2 separate regions of the Canis lupus genome follow, and region 1 is linked to region 2. The links are chromatin contacts, called in public Hi-C maps. All regions are on one chromosome and are shown on one strand. The core of a region is the stretch at or near the end of the contact, and the rest is flanking DNA. Distances in the headings are between cores, read along the strand shown.

The links. A called contact is a pair of places that touch in the nucleus more often than the background predicts.
Region 1: a contact with region 2 is called in a Hi-C map of skin fibroblasts, with 1.6 times the contacts expected there. The contact joins two enhancer-like sites. A contact is called at or near these places in 2 of 9 Hi-C or Micro-C datasets (amygdala and skin fibroblasts).

Annotation. Positions count from the first base shown.
Region 1 is chr13:46,365,475-46,368,813 of UU_Cfam_GSD_1.0, reverse strand. The region is part of intron 5 of SCFD2 (sec1 family domain-containing protein 2); the gene reads left to right. Among named protein-coding and RNA genes, the nearest start is that of RASL11B, 100 kb to the right of the region's middle. Within about 2 kb of position 1,928, at least 4 of the 20 cell types and tissues checked have an H3K27ac peak or open chromatin away from gene starts, as enhancers often do.
Region 2 is chr13:46,270,175-46,273,314 of UU_Cfam_GSD_1.0, reverse strand. RASL11B (ras-like protein family member 11B) reads right to left here. Exons shown (of 4, transcript XM_038556083.1): 4 at 2,139-3,140. Among named protein-coding and RNA genes, the nearest start is that of RASL11B, 4.9 kb to the right of the region's middle. Within about 2 kb of position 1,579, at least 3 of the 20 cell types and tissues checked have an H3K27ac peak or open chromatin away from gene starts, as enhancers often do.

The DNA of each region.
Region 1 (3,339 bases), core at 679-3,178, 95 kb before region 2:
GCCCAATGTGGGACTCGAACCCAGGATCCCGGGATCATGACCTGAGCCGAAGGCAGATGCTCAACCACGAGTCACCCAGGTGCCCCCAATGTTTCCATTTCAAACCTGACTTGAGTTCATGTCCAAAACCCAATTCTTAGTGCCTTGTCCTTATTCCTGTCCATCTCTTAAATGGTATCCTCATCCACCCAAGTAGTCACCCTTGATCCTTCCTTCTTCCTTATCTCCCATGACAAGTTCTCTGGATTCTGATCCTAAAATATACTTCGCTCCCATTCCCTTCTTTCCAATTCCATGGTCACACCCTCACAGGGTGACAGGCATCTCACACCTTCACCACAGCTAAAGCCTGGTCTTTCTCCTTCCAGCAGAAGTTTGGTCTTTATATTAGAAAAGATGGATCAGATCCTAGCACTTCCCTGCATGAAACCCTTTGGCTGGTGCCCATTGAACTTGGAATGCAATCCAAACCCCTCATGATGGCCCACCATGCCGTGACCAACCCCGCCTCCCCCGCCAACACCCTCACACCACACCCACTCCAAGTCCTCTGACTTAGGACCTTCCCACATGATGTCTCTAGCCTGAAGGCTGTGTGATCTGGGGAAGTCACCTAACCTTCTGGGCCTTGGTTTTCTCCACCATAAAAGAGGAGCTTGGTCTTTTTCCAACAGTGACCTTCCTGTTTCCTTTGAGAAGACAAGTTCTCTTGAATTTATCTTTTAATAAATTCTACCAAGCACTGATCCTGAAATAATATGAGAAGTTAGCCACATGCCCACTGGAAAATATTTTCCAAGTATAGTACAGAATATAAAATGCTTTGAAACTGAGATGTATCTGTTAACCAGCAATGTTTTCAATTAATAGAGGGATGTTTATACCATATGAGAAGCCTTACAGCTTAAATTACAGCAGGAGAGGAGACTTAATCCTTAGAAAGTAAATTCACTGCTGTCTCACTAGGTTCTGTCTGAGTACCCCAGCTGCATGGGGGTACAGATCGAAACTGGCACTCTGGCCATCCTTTTTAAAAGTGCATTTTTGAGGTTTTCAAGGCTTCTACTATTCTCATCAGCAGGACAGTATTGTCAGGTTTCCAATTTCCTATTGTCGGGCACCCAAACCAGAATTCTGGGCCAAATTTCCTATAAACAGAGCCACCCCCACGCCAAGTCAATCCAGTTCTGCAAGCTTTGTTGAGTCTCTGTTAGAGGCCAGGCACCTGCCAGCTCCAGGCTGCAACAAGGAGATCCGGGGCTTAGCCCTCAGAAGCATCCTGGAGCAGCAGGCTGACCCAGACGCAAACAGATCGCGTCGGGGGGCTGGTGAAATAGTAGAGGAGAGGCTGGGGTCTCTCGGGCAACAGAGCAATCTTCTCAGTGTGGAGGGAAAAGGCGAAGTGTGATGGGCCGATATGCAGCCTTACCTGAAATGACTCCTGCCATCCTTTGTCGCTGGGACGTGGGACATCTCTTCACCCCTGCTGGGCACCACTGTGTAGAGAAGAGGAGCCTGAAGACTGGGGGGACCCTGGGCAAATTCCTCGACACCTCTGAACTGTGCTTCACCACCTGTAAGACGGGGATGATTGGGTTGTTGCGAGAACAGACCAAGTGAAGAAATGTGGAGGGCTGGGTTAGCACCGTGCCTCGCCCGCGGTGCGCACCTGCCGTCATGAGCGTCTCCAACAGCATCATCGTGACCCATTCTTAAGGCTGGGTTCAGGAGCGGGATGGGACCGCCCAACCATATGTGCATGTGGAAGGTGTCTAACGGGGCCGAACGGCCGGATTGCCAGCTCTGGGGGACGCCGTTGACTTTGCAGCCAGGATAAATGTGTCCCTCAGACTGGGCCATGCAGCAGCTCAAGGGAAAGCAAGATGGGAAGTAATCCGGAGACAGGAAAACTGGAGTGGGGGGGAGTGGGGAGAGCAGGTGGTAGGAGGTTTGTAGTGGCAGTGACTGAGCAGGTGGGGACGGTAAGGACGTGCGGGCCCACCTGAGCAACTGTGGGTTGCTGGCTGCAGCGGGTGTGCTGAGGGCAGAGGTGCGCTGTGGGATTCAACTCAGATTAGCGTCTGCTTCTTTTCTTTTCTTTTTAAGATTTTACTTATTTATTCATGAGAGACACAGAGAGGGAGGCAGAGACCCAGGCAGAGGGAGAAGCAGGCTCCATGCAGGAACCCAATGTGGGACTCGATCCTGGGTCTCCAGGATCAGGCCCTGGGCTGAAGGCAGGTGCTAAACTGCTGAGCCACCCGGACTGCCCAGGAGGGAACTTTCATTTTATTATTTTTTAAAGATTTTACTTATTTATTCATGAGAGACACAGAGAGAGAGGCAGAGACCCAGGCAGAGGGAGAAGCAGGCTCCCTGCAGGGAGCCCGATGCAGGACTGGATCCCAGGACCCCGGGGTCACGCCCTGGGCCAAAGGCAGATGCTCAGCCACTCAGCCACCCAGGCGCCCTAGCATCTGTTTCTGAATCTGTGTCTCCAACTTCTCTCCAAAGGCAAAGTACACATGATTTTAGATGAGAGCAATTTTGTCCTACCAAGCGTGTCTCTTCCTCTTAGGAGTCTACATAACTGGGATTGACTCCATAACCTAACCCAGCGAGCTGCAGGGCCAGGACTAGTGGCGGGATCTTGTTTGGGTTTGCTGTTGCAGCAGTCTTCTGCAAGACTGACCCAGCTAATACTGCATTCATAATTTCCGTCACCGAAGGCACCATTTCAGTGTCGTCCCCTAGGAGTTGTAGGAGAGTTCTTCATTTTGCTACTGAACGTTTAAATGTGCCTCTTCATGGGAGCATGAGGAGCATGGGGTTTTAATGACACAGAAGAAGGAAAATCTGTGTATCCTTTTGTAAAGGTAACCTCGGAACCACCTGCAATGAGAGAGGCAGAGAAGAGCAGTGGTTGTGTCACCGCCTGGTCCCGGGCAAGCCTGGGTGCAGGGTCTAATCTCCACACCTGGAGGCTGGGGGAAGGCTTGGTGGCTGGAGGCCTGCAGGGAGCTTTCCTTTGCCCCTGTCGGGTCCCAGAATGTCTCTTCTAGTTCACCTATTAACTCCATTCAAAGAAAACCAGAATTAGTTTAATACCTCGCATTTAGCCAAACCACATTTCTGGAGGGGATTTCATTTTTGCCCCTGCCTTCCCCAAGGGCGATACCTCCTCAGATGTGCCACATTTGAAGTGTGGCTTCTTCACTCCAAGGGGGGCCAGAACCAGAGCGCTGTCGACGCCTTGATCATATCCCAGGTCCCCTCCGTAGAGCACACATTTGAGCTGAGACTTCATGTCACACGGTTTACCCTTTACCCGCTGCTCCT
Region 2 (3,140 bases), core at 330-2,829:
TGCCCAGGGACGAGGCTGTGGCTTCAGACGGGCCTGAGCTTTGGGGCAGGAGGTCCTGACTGGGCCTCTGAGTTACTGGATCAGCTCCCTAATTCTTCAGAGCCTCCCTCCTCCCTGTCTGCAGAAAGGACTCAAAACCCCTAAAAATGAGGTGGGTGTGGAGAACGTAATTATTTCAAACACCCCACAGGGCGGGACACAGGTTTCAACCAACAGAAACAGTCCTTGTTCCTACCTGTGAGGCCCTCAGCGGTGCTGTGGGTCCGGGCCTCAGTCTTCTCATCTTTAAAATGGGAGCAGTAGTACTCCCTTCCGCCTGGGATTCTTGGGAAGACTGAAGGAGATCATGGGAAATCGACCCATCATAAATGCTCAGTAAACTCCAACCGTATCAATTCTCCACCACCCTCGCACCCCTCCCTTCCTTCCCCTGCTGGCAAAGGGGGCGCCCCCACGGCGACAGGAGAGGGCTGTCTCCCCGAGCCACAGGGTTGCAGTGCAGAAATCCTAAAACAAACACTCAGGGATTAAGAAATGCTAATAATAAAAAAGATGAGCAAAGGTAATGAAACATGAAGCTAAATTCACGAGAAGAAAATCTGGTATATTCCAGAACTGTAAATATTTAAGTTTAGCCTGAGACACTGGACAGAACTGGGGCCTGGGGCGGGGGGGGGGGGGGGGGGGGTGAGGGGGAGGTTCCAGCAGGGTCTGTCTGTCTGTCTCACACACACTTTAGCCCCCTGGGTGGACGAGAGCCCCGGGACCCTGACCCACCCAGACCTCGGAGGTGACGTAGAGCAAGTGCGGCGCAAGGGGGAAGAGGAGGCCACCCCGAGGCCCGCAGGCTCGGAGAGCCTGCAATGGAGGGGAGACGGAAGCAGTGGGGGCTCAGCCCTGCTCAGCCCCCCTCTGAGGTGACGCCCCGGGGAGACTCCGCGTCCTCTTTGATTCCAGAACACGGGCAGACGTCCACTGCCAAGGCCTCAAAGGTAACCTCTTCTCCCCGGACAGTGGGGATACAACTACACAGGATGAATGAAACTGAAATCGAGCAGAACGTAGTTGGAGACACTTGTTAGTGCCGCTGTGCCCACGCTTTCCCTCCCTGTCCCAACACGCACACACACACGCACACGCACACGCACACCTTCCTCAGACGCTGGGTTCGGCATAAGCATCGAAAACTGTCCTCCAACTAAGGAAGGCTGGGGCATCACCAGAAGCCCTGTCAAGAACAGGCAGGATGTTTATGGGGGGAAACAGATTTGGGAGCCCGCACCCCACGGCGGGGGGCCGTCGACAGCCGGGCCTTGGGGCCGCTTCCTTGGTCCAGGCCCACCCCTGAGCCTGCAGTGCCCTGGGTAGGGGACGTTGAAGAAATAACACTAGTCACAAGATGTTGATTCCTGTCCCTTGTGTGACCTTGAGGACAGCACTCAAACCTCAGAGCCTGTTTCCCTCACCTGTAAACGGCAGGATCTGCTCCCCGACCCGCTCGCGGGGCTCTCCGAGGACTAGGCGAGGTCAAGGACGTGAAAGCCCTACTCAGAGGTGTCGTTCTTTGCCCACGAAGGTGGTGGCTCACGCAGCCTTGCCTGGTCTCCCAGGCCTAGACGGAAGCAGGTGCTCCCGACAGGGCCCCGGCTCCACGGCTCCCAGCGTCTACAGTGAGAAGAAAGCGCGTGTTTAGAGAGCAGCGGACCCGAGCAGGCCTGCCAAGTAAACCACGTGTAGGAGAGAAGCAGTGAGCTCGTCCAGAAGCATTCGCAAGGCTCAGCTGAGGGATGTCTTAATAGCAGAAAACAGAGGGACAGACGTCTGTCTTGGCTTTACCTGGAGGATCCTGCAGGGAAGAGAGAGGAGATACACTATTCTGGAGTATAAAGCAGCAAATGACAACTTAGAGCAGGGGGGAGGCCTTTGACAAGTGAATTAGCTGGTTCGTAAGCCTGTCTCCTCACCTGTACAAAGGGGGATAAGACAACGCATCCCATTGGTGTGCTCCGAGACCTAGGAGGGGACCCTAGGAGGCCCAGTGCCTGACGCCAGGCGCCCAGTCAGTACGAGACGCCAAGGAACACTTAGTCTGGAGGGCAGGAGGTCGGCATTTCAATAAAGACCAAGTCAGAGGCCCGCTCTTTTAAAATGATATTTTATTGTACATAAAATAAATTAATTACAGTTTAAGCCAAAGCATGAGTGGCTTTTTAAAGTGCATCTGTGTCGGGGATTTGGCGGTGGCCCCTTATCTGTTCACTCGCTGTTAAGACAGTGTGTTCATATTCAAGCCACGACTCGGCCAGGCCTAGGGGACAACCCAACGTCATTGCCGTGAGCCATTTACACAAATCACACCAAAGTCTATGAACGCATTTTTTTTTTCTGTACCTGATGCAACAGTTAAAAAAAAAAAAAAAATTATACAGTCTCACGATTACTCAAAAGTCCGGGGCTGAAGAGTTGAGTTCTCAACCATTTAACACATGTTCAACTAAGCATCTTCATCCTGTGTCGGGAGGAAGCCGCGCCTTCCTGCAGGCCCTCTAAGCTTCCAGATGTCCGTCTGTATCCACACATGTGGCCCATACACCCCACCCTTTATTGGGGGTGGGGGTGGCATCTGCCTCCTTGCTCTTTAAAGAAGAAATCTGGGTATCGTCCGGGGTAGGCAGGCATTCCGCTGGGACTAGCGTGTCACAGGCCAGTCGGACTCTAGGAGAAAAAGCAGTGCCTCCTCTTGGTGGGATGGAGGGCGGGGTGGGGAGAAAAGGGAAAAGAAAGAAAGAGGAGAGAGGAAAGGCCACGAGCGCTTCATCTGTTCTTCCATTCCCCCTGCCGACCACGCCAATCTAGTTGGCTGTGACTGTCATTTACTGTCATTTACAAGGTGAGGACCAGAGTCCAGAGTGATGCAGCCGCCCTCCCCACTCCAAAGGAAGCATAGTTCGCATCTTCGGGGCGGCTCCTCTCTCGGATCGCTGGCTCTCCTGCGGCAGTTCCACCAGGCCCTCCTGGCCCCTCTGCTCTGGCCCTTTCTGGAACCGTGAATGCCTGCCAGCCTGCACCGTTCCCGTTCCCGTGGGAGAAGCTCAGGCCTTCTTCCTGGGAAGCCCAAACCCCGCCCCCACCCCACCCCC